2 separate regions of the Gossypium hirsutum genome follow, and region 2 is linked to region 1. A link is a contact called in public Hi-C data. All regions are on one chromosome and are shown on one strand. Each heading gives the region's core, a stretch centred on a gene start, on an enhancer-like site or on the middle of the called end of the contact. The rest is flanking DNA. Distances are from core to core; before and after follow the strand shown.

What was found. A called contact is a pair of places that touch in the nucleus more often than the background predicts.
Region 2: a Hi-C map of petal shows a contact between it and region 1, with 3 times the contacts expected there. The contact joins the enhancer-like site here to the promoter of LOC107890445 in region 1. A contact is called at or near these places in 6 of 34 Hi-C or Micro-C datasets (anther, fibers, hypocotyl and 2 more).

The regions. Positions count from the first base shown.
Region 1 is chrA07:91,314,886-91,319,814 of Gossypium_hirsutum_v2.1, forward strand. LOC107890445 (SNF1-related protein kinase regulatory subunit beta-2) reads right to left here and starts at 2,494. Exons shown (of 6, transcript XM_016814862.2): 1 at 2,159-2,494; 2 at 1,821-1,984; 3 at 1,243-1,398. The coding sequence starts at 2,162.
Region 2 is chrA07:91,365,198-91,370,126 of Gossypium_hirsutum_v2.1, forward strand. No RefSeq gene overlaps it. Among protein-coding and RNA genes, the nearest start is that of LOC107890445, 50 kb to the left of the region's middle. Within about 2 kb of position 2,719, at least 2 of the 9 cell types and tissues checked have an H3K27ac peak or open chromatin away from gene starts, as enhancers often do.

The DNA.
Region 1 (4,929 bases), core at 1,244-3,743:
GAATAAAATTTAAATTTATTTATTTATATTTTTTAAAATCATATCTAAAATAAACATGGTAACTGTTTATGATACTTGTTAACAAAAACATCACTTAAAATTAAGAAATTATAGCGTTTTTCAAAAACAATTTTCAATTGCAACAATGATACTAACCATTAATGAAGCAATTTAATTCCAACCATTAAAAAGTGAACAGATAATTAGTGAGGAAGTTAATCATCTCCTATAGTTTTACTTGACCTATCTAACTCTAAAAGAGAAAGACATGATGAAAAAAGATTGAACTTTCTTTGTTATATTAGTCCAAGTTATTTTGTAAAAATGAAAAAAGAAAAACTAATGAATTTGTAAACCTCCAAGGCATTTAATATATATGACAATTAGTTTAGTACTGTTACTGAGGTTAAATTTTTTATTTTTAATTTCAAGTGTCTTAAAAATTAAAATATTCATTTTAAATTGGAAACTAAAATAAATTCACATAATATTCAAATTATTATATATGAAATATAAATTGTAAATATTAATTTGAATATGCAATCATATTTTAAATATTAAAATCATAGAAAATAATAGAAAATGAGAATGAACCTTTGAATTACAAGTTTAATAATTTGTCTTAAACGTTGATTATACCAATCAGCTCAGTCAGACATAACGATTTAATGATGACTAGGTAAGAAAGTAGTGCTAATTAAAAATTAATGATATTAATAATAGTCTAAATATAATACTTAATTTAATTACGTACTGAATATGGAAATATTTTAAGGAATTACACTTCAGTGCAACTAAATCATATATTTTGGTTAAGGGTTGAATTATAAATAAAGATATTTTCATAATTTTAATTCAAACCCAGTTTTTTTTTTTTTTTTAAAAAAAAATCAAATCACCTACTATGGAGATTTTTACTTTGGTTCCAAAAACTAATTTGATAACTTTGATTTAAACAGCCAAAACCAAGATTAAACAGGCCTAAAGTTGAATACTAATTCAAAACATCAATATTTATTTGCGTATGATTTCAACTCTAAGTTAGGTCAAAATAGAATCAAGAAACTTATTATGGTTCCAAAATTCTATGTCCTGAGACCACTTGCTTTGTAGGAAAAGTTAAAGATTCTGTCCAAGTAAGCAATGGAAAAGGCAAAAATAGAATGAGATGAAATGGTGGCTAACACAATTACCCACTTATTACCAACATGGCAAAGATTTAGAAAAGAAGCTTCAGAATACCTGTAAATCCGGAGCTCTGCCTGAATCGTTGTATTCCCATGGCAAGTTATTCTCACTACGGATATCTTCGTACCGCGTAGTGTTTTGCATTAACATATCATTTTGAGTTTGAGTTTGGATCATTTCAGCAGATCTTAGCCAGGGAAACATAGGGATCTAAACATACAAATTCAATACAGATGTTAGTGGTCTTTCTTTCAGTTAATATATATTGCATTTATATATTCCATATCATGAACAAGCACTTCAGATGTCAATTTCTGGGCATAGCAATGTAGTGGCACTAAATCTCTATAGAGGGTTTCTTTTCCCTTTGCTTTAGAGATAAGTCTAATCCAGTATCAAATTTAGATCTAATATCAATCTTTTTCATTAACAAAAAATCTAGTATTTTCCAAGGTAAGCATTTCATTCTAATAATTAAATCCAAATACAAATTCTCATATTCATGTTCCCAAACTTAAACTATATATATATATATATACATGCTTCACTGAATCAAGTCTGTCCTCATGTTATTCCACCCTTCAATTCAACCCTACCAAACAAGGAAGAGAAAAGAAGAATAAAGAACTAACCTGTGGAGGGAAAAGGAAAGGAGGCTGATAAGACTCATTAGGACTATGTGGAGGGGAGTGAAGCATTGGGTCTGAATTAAATTGCTCATTATCCACTTCATTTCCATTCTTCTTTGCTCCTGAACCTCCTTCACCATCATCTCTACCACTAACATTTCCCATTACTTTAAAAACAAGTAAGAAACACCTCAAATTAGTTAAATAGTCTCAACAATTTCTATTAAACCACAAAAACCCATCACTCCCCATGGAACCAAAAAAAACCCAGAAAAACCAAAAAAGCAGAACTGATCAAATATACTCGATGCTTTAGAAGGGGAGGGGGGTACTTTACTCACCCATGAGTGTAACTGGACTGCACAATCACAAGAAAGCAAGCAAAGGAACAAGTCAAGGGAAAGCACCATAATTTCTGCAACTTTACATTAATGTAATTTTCTTTATTAATTATTTATATGAGCATTTGATTGATTGATGGAGGTCTTAATGGGAAAGTGCTACTTGTCTACTCCATTTCTCTCACTCACTTCTGGATGAGTTGAAAAAAAAAAGAAAAAGCGGAAACAAGTGAATAATGAAAAGTGAAATTATTTATAATATTCTCCAATGAGTTTGGAAGAAAGATCCTTATAGTATAAATGGAGAAGTCATGGACCAACCAAGTCATGATGGTTGGCTCAAAAGAATGTTGTTTCTGCCTTTTGTCCACAATAACCCAACTGTTCCCCTATACACGTTGTGCCCTTCTTTACGGTTGATGCCTTGCGGGAATCATCTCCTGCCACGTCTCCTACATTCCCATTTCATATTTTATCTTTGTTTTTAATTACTCAACAATGCCTTCCTGTACACCTGTTCATAATTTGATTCTGGTCACGCCCCTCTAAACTTTTAATATCCTGCCACATCAATTTAATTTTTAAAAATTCATCAAATCATTTAATTAAATAAATTATTAAAAATTTATAAATATTAAAATACGATTCAATCAATTCATTTTGTAAGTCAACTGATCTAATTTCTTATTCCAAATTGATACCTTAATTAATTTTTAATTTAATCAATTCATTTGATTCTAAAATAATGATGTTTTCTTGTCAACTAATTATTAATGTAATAATAAATGGCTTCCATTGTTTAAATTTTTATTGGTATTAGTTCTTAATTTAATTCTAGACAATCCCTTCTTTTTATTTCAGATAAAAAAATATATATGGCATGTAAAAAAAATTAAAATTTTAAAATTTAAAGAAATATAAAAATTAAAAAATATAAAAAGTTATAATATTATAAAAATTATTTAAAAATTATAAATTTAAATGTTGTCCAAAGAAATACTACTCATTTATTAGCAAAGAAGCTCAACTCTCTTAAACGAGCATATACATCATTAAACAATACATTTTCTTCTTTCTCCTTTAAAGCACTACTCATTACCACTAGCACATTTGCTACATGGCGGGTGAATTGAGTTTAAATCACATATTGTACTAGTAATTCATATTGGAATACTCGTTGGGCAATGCCCCCACTAACATAGGAAAGGGTTTCGAACTATATAAACAATTCTTGTATTCTTTGTTCTTATTTTTTAGTTCTAGTTGTATCTTTAGTTGCAACTCCCAATACAATACTCAACACTATGAATTGTTATCAAAACTAGACACCTCACATGTCATGTAAGGATGTTACTTTTAAAATGCTCAAAAATGGAAGGTAGCTCAATTCCCAGATCCCCTATGTTAGATGACTTCAACTATGCCTACTGAAAAGAATGAATAAGAGTGTTTATTAAGTCTCTAGATGAGAAGGCATGGAAAGCTTATGGAGATGTTCTAGGTTGCTTTAATACTTAAGGTTGAGATGACATCATTTCTGACTTCTTTGATGCCTGTGAAGTATAAGGGTAAAGGTTGCTTTAATACTTAAGGTTGCTTCAATACTTAAGGCACTTAAGATCAAGCTTTCTGAAGAATTGCTTGTTTTTATGATTTTGGTATCGCTTCCTAGACTGTAACACTCGAACCCAGTCTAGGAATTTAGATTGGATCTCGGACGATACATTGATCACTGAAGAGATCTACGTAAAATTTTAGTTATCTAGTTAGAAAACACCCAGTTTATTTAAGTTATGTAAAACTTTTTAGTTATCAAATCCCATTATTCAACGCAAGGTATTTTAATTCAACCAATTTAATTCAAAACATTTCATACCATAGTGTTTAAAACAGAAATTACAATCTACAACCGTTTACATAAAACTCAGATTAAAAGAATTGATTATTAACCAGTTAAAGAAAAACGCGATGATTCTGAGACCTCCGACTTACTGAGTCCAACTGTAGAAAACGAAAGTGTACATAAAAGGGAAACACTAAGAGAGGATGAGCTACTTAAGCTCAGTGTGAGTCTGAAATAGAACTAAAAACAGGAATTTATAACGCAATCCAATAGAACAACAGATTTTTAGTTACTCTTAGTGTCAGGAAGCACACTTGGAACTAACGTTCCAACAGAACTTAACAAACATAGTATATCAAGTTCACTCAAATATTCAGCACAAATGATGTTCAGACAACAGAATATAATCAACATATCTTACAGTCAGAACTCATAGACAGATGCAAATAAAATGCAGTCAAATAAAAAAACAACCCATCCAGCCAACACACCTCTCCATCCCCCGATCACACCCCAAAAGAACTGTTAAAGCTCATCCAACCAAACACACCAATTAGGACCTCGAAAGGCCCATCCAAACCTACACACCAACATATGTGGATTAAGCCACTCAGATAATAATACGTAGTAGGGCTAGCGTATGCGGTAAATTGCTATACAGGCAAGTGGCAGTTAAATTGCCAGATCAGATAATAGTGCGCAGCAAAGCTAACGCATGTGCGATACAGTACGATAAATTGTTGTACATATAAATCACAGTAGAACTGTCAGATCAGATCAGAATCAGTCTCCCTTCTCTTCACAACCAAACCCAAAACAGTTTATACAAATGCATGTATGCATTCAATCTCACAAAACAGTGATACAATATCAGACATTCAGACAGAACAGATATGCACACCCAATACCCTAGTTAATCGAGTTCAAA
Region 2 (4,929 bases), core at 1,469-3,968, 51 kb after region 1:
AGGCTTATATTATGGCTGATGCTCTTAGTCATAGATTGATGTTTGGTTTGAGGCTGATATTTGCTTGCCTAAGTCTGTTTGATGATGGTAGTCTTTTAGTCGAGTTGCAAGTTAAGCCAACTTAGATTGATTAGATTCAGGTTAAGCATTTAGTCAATTATTCACTGATTCTACGATTCGACAGGTTGAAGAAGGTAGGACTTTTGATTTTGGGTTGAATAGTGATGGGGTTCTATGTTTTAGAGGTCGGGTTTGTGTGCCTAATGATACTGAGTTGAGGCAATCTATACTGCGGGAAACGCATAGTAGCCCTTATGCTATGCATCCTAGTGGAAATAAGATGTATCGAGATCTCTGAAAGTTATACTGATGGCTCGATTTGAAGCAGGTGGTAACTAATTTCGTTTCTCATTGTCATACAAGCCTACAAGTTAAGGCTGAGCACCAACTGTCTTCGGGTTTGTTTCAACTCGTAAAGATTCCTATTTGGAAATGGAAGTGTGTGACTATGGACTTCATTAGTGGGTTGCCTTTAGCACTTACTAAGAAGAATTCTATTTGAGTTATCATGGATCATTTAACCAATTTTGCCCATTTTCTTTTGGTCAGGACTGACTTTTCTTTGCAGAAATTGGCTAAGTTATATATTTCCGAGGTGGTTAGACTTCATGGCGTTCTGCTCTCAATTATCTCTAATAGAGGCCCTCAGTTTATGTCTTGATTTTGGAAGAAACTGCATGAGGCTTTGGGTACTTGGTTAGATTTTAATATTGCATTCCATTCTTAGACTGATGGGCAGTCAGAGTGAGTGATTCAGATTTTATAGTATATGTTACGGAGTTGTGTCATCAACTTTCGTGGTAGTTGGGAGGAGTTTCTGCACTGGCTAATATAATAACAACTTTCATTCTAGTGTTCAGATGGCACCATACGAGGCTCAGTATGGTCGTAAATGTCGCACCCCTTTGTGTTGGACTAAGTTAGGTGAGAGGTGGATTTTGGGTCCTAATTTGGTTTCTGAGACAACTTCTGGTAGACAGAAATCTTACATGGATCTGAAAATGAGAGATATTGAGTTTGGTGTAGAAGATCGAGTTTTCTTTAAGGTATCTCCATGGAAAAAAGTCATTTGGTTCAGATGTAAGGGCAAGTTGAGCCCTAGATTCATTAGGCCTTATCGGATTCTGAAACAAGTTGGGCCAGTCGCTTATTAGTTGGAGTTGCCTCTGGAGTTAGATCGTATTCATGATGTGTTTCACGTCTCTATGTTGAGACGATATCGGTTTGACACATCTCATATTGTGTTTGTTGAAGAGATTGATGTAAGACCGGATTTAACTTTTGAAGAGGAACCTGTTCAGATTCTGGATCAAGAGGTTAAGGTCTTGAGAAGGAAGACCATTCCTTTAGTTAAGGTTTTGTGGTGGAATCATGACATTAAGGAAGCCATTTGGAAACATGAGGACTCAATTCGATAGCAATACCCACATCTATTTGAATCAGGTAAATTTTGAGGCCAAAATTTCTTTTTGGGGAGGAGAGTTATAACGCCCCAAAAATTTGAGTTTTAATTTACTAAAATTTGTCAAGTTAAGTGATCTTCTTCAGTGGTTAAGTCCTTTGGATATGTGTTTGAGGTCATGTGTTCAAATCTCGCTCTTTGAAATTTTTGCTATTTTTGTTTCTGTCCCTATCTCTGTTTACTGGGCTTAAATTTTATTTTCGCATAACTTGTGCCAAGAGTGAGTCTATTGGTTCAGTGGTAGAGAGTCAGCTTATCTTTTAGATTTTATTTTATTTTGAAATTAAAAAAGTGGATTTCTCAAAATCTTTCCCCACTTGGCACGTTTCTTCTTTTCTCCTTATTCTGTTCATTTTGTTTCTTTTTCCTGTTCACATAGATTCTAGTAAAGGAAGGTCTTCAACTTTTCTTTCTTACTTTCTTGATTTTGTTTCCCAAAATTTTCTTTGTGTTCTTAGCTGGTTGTTTTTGTGGTACTCAATTTCGGTGGTTGGTGTTGATTGAATTGTTTATTACTCGATTATTGCGTAAGTATTGTCTATATTTGTTTCTTCTGTTACTGAGGCTCTTCATTTCGTTATTTGTTTTTTGCTAAGTTAGGGTTTGAGTGCTACGTTTTCTGTTATTAATCTTTTGGGTTATCTAGGTAAAGGTCGCGGAACGATTAATCCACAGGAGGATTAAAGCTTGTGAAGGTGTTGTTTACGTCCAAAGGTAAGGGATTTATGCCAATTTGGAATTGTCGTGGCTGTTTGGGTTAATCGTATTGTGGATTGGATTGATATTTTAGGAAAATCGAGGTAATATGCCTTGCCACTATAGCTATCACTTCTTGATATTTGATTTTTTACTTTAATAACTTATATTTTAAAATAATTTAATTAGAATTGGAGAGTGGATTGAATATTAATGGGTGTATAATAATAATTGCATATTTTTAAATTTTAGTGATGTGACTTAATTTTATTGGTGCCTAAAAACTTTAATTTTTAGGGTCATCCTAATATAAGTTATTCTCTTATTTATAACCGATTCTATTCTAAGCGGTGAGTTTCATATTTTTCTCCATTAGACTAATGAGACTATCTGGCTCCAAAGGCTAAATCTTCATGTGGAAGCATTCCAAGTCGCACATCCTCATCACTGAAGGTCATTAAAGGCTTGGGTAACAGATAGGAAAGGAAATAAAAGAGAATAAGAGAAAAGGCACTGGTTTCTTAGGCGGCTGTTGAAGAAAGTAATTAGGAAGACGCAAGGTGACATGGGAGAGACAGATTGACATTAATGTGTGAGCTAGCTCAGAATCTACCGATTATGCCATAACACCACACACTAAATATTCTACTCCCAAAACAATGTTGTTGGCCACATAAATCTATCTTTTTGCTTTTGATTTGGACCCTATATAATATTATTTCCTTCATTAACTTCACGTGAATTTGTTCAATTTTGGTTTGATAAATAATCAAAACACTAAGATATGTGGAATCATATACGCCTTCCCAATTCCAAAATGGAACGACTTTCCCTCACATGACTTTTCTCTTTTCTTTTCTTTTTTTAATGAAAAAAATTTATTTATCACTTTAACTAGGAATCCTCAGTCTTTAATTTAGGCTTAATATTCTTATACTCGATAATGATATTTGAAAATAAGTAAAATATCATACAAAATACGATATGACATAAAAAAATCTCGTAAACACTATATACAAAAATGCCAAAATATATCAAATAAATAAATTATTAATAATATTTAAAAATTATGTAAAATTATTACAAGTTAAGCACAATTATTATAGCTCATGTTTCATGTTTTTACAATTTCAGCATTTTACTTAATTGTAATTAGTGTATATATGTTGGTTACTTCCTAATTACGGTTGCTATATATAGAGGACTAGTTAAATATTATTGTTGAACAATTTTGGGTCGAAAAAGAAAAAATAATTTAGGGTGAGTTTGAATGAAAATTTTTAGTATTTAATATTTTGGATGTGTCTGATAACTATTTTAATTTTTTATTAAATATAAAATTTTCAGTAAAAAAATGTTGAATAAAATAAATAGATAAGTAGTTATTTATCATTTAATGTAGAAAATATTAATTTATTTTTATTTTATTAAAAATTAAAATAAATTATTGTTCTAAATGAAATATTTAAATTACCTTATTTTATTTCTAAAACTATTTAAAATAATATAAAATATTTCATTAATAAATTTAAAACTAAGAAACTACCCAAAAAAACTAAGAAATGGATCATTTTTACTTTCATCAAACAACATAATTATATTTAATATTTATATTAATATTTAGTAATTTAGTAAATAATTTTTTTAATAAATTTATCAAACACCCGTAATTTAGAAAAGAAATTTGGGTTAAAAAATGTGTTAAAAAAGTCTTATTAAAAAAATATATAATTTAAAAGTTTTAAACATTTTGCATTATTATGAAAGAAGTTGAGTAAAAATATGAAATAATAAAAATATATGCTTAAAATAATAAATGTATAATAAAGACATTTTATATGCTTAAGTTTGTTGATAAACTAAACCAATAAATAATACTTTTATCAACTTGTGGCAAATTTAAGGGACTTGGTGACCTCTAAAATGAAATATTTTTTATTTAGGCTTTTTATAATTTATAAAGTTTTATTAATAATTGTAAAATTATATTTTGACATCTTCAAAAATGATAAAATTTTGATTTAGTCATTTAAAATTTATAAAGATATGATTATTAAAATGATAAAATTACATTTTTACTATTATAAATATACAATTTAATTTTAACTCCTTCAAGAATATTTTTTAATTCCCCCGTTTTAACTATCCATATTGACTTTGACTGCAAAAGTTAAACAAACCAAAATAGAGTGAATAGGATGATAATAAAGGTCCAACATGAAATCTAATCACTTGGAAATTGAGTGAAGAAAAAAAAAAGGGGGGGGGGTGAGTAGGAAGGATGGGGAAAGGTTCATTCATCATAAATCATTGTAAGGAAGAAAGAGAGGGGGATGGATCTAAGTTTTCCTTTTGTTGGGGATATGTTTGTAGGACTAAACGTAGGTGTTTAAATATAGGGGTGGGCTATGTGGATCTACTTAAAGTGCTAAAAGCCTAAAACAAATCTTCTCATTTCAAAATAAAAATATATGCTTGTCTGCCATTCTCTTTTCTTTAGCTATAAGAATGGGGTCTATGTTCAATTTCGGGTACTTTACTTGCACATCTGAAATAACATCTGTTAAAAGAAATTTATTGCGAACTAACTTTGATTTCTAGTGGACTTGGTTAAACACAAATTCACAATCTTTTAAACGTGTTAGCGTTATGAGGTATAAATCAAATGATAACGATAATAATATTAAGGCAATGTTTTGTTTTCATGATAA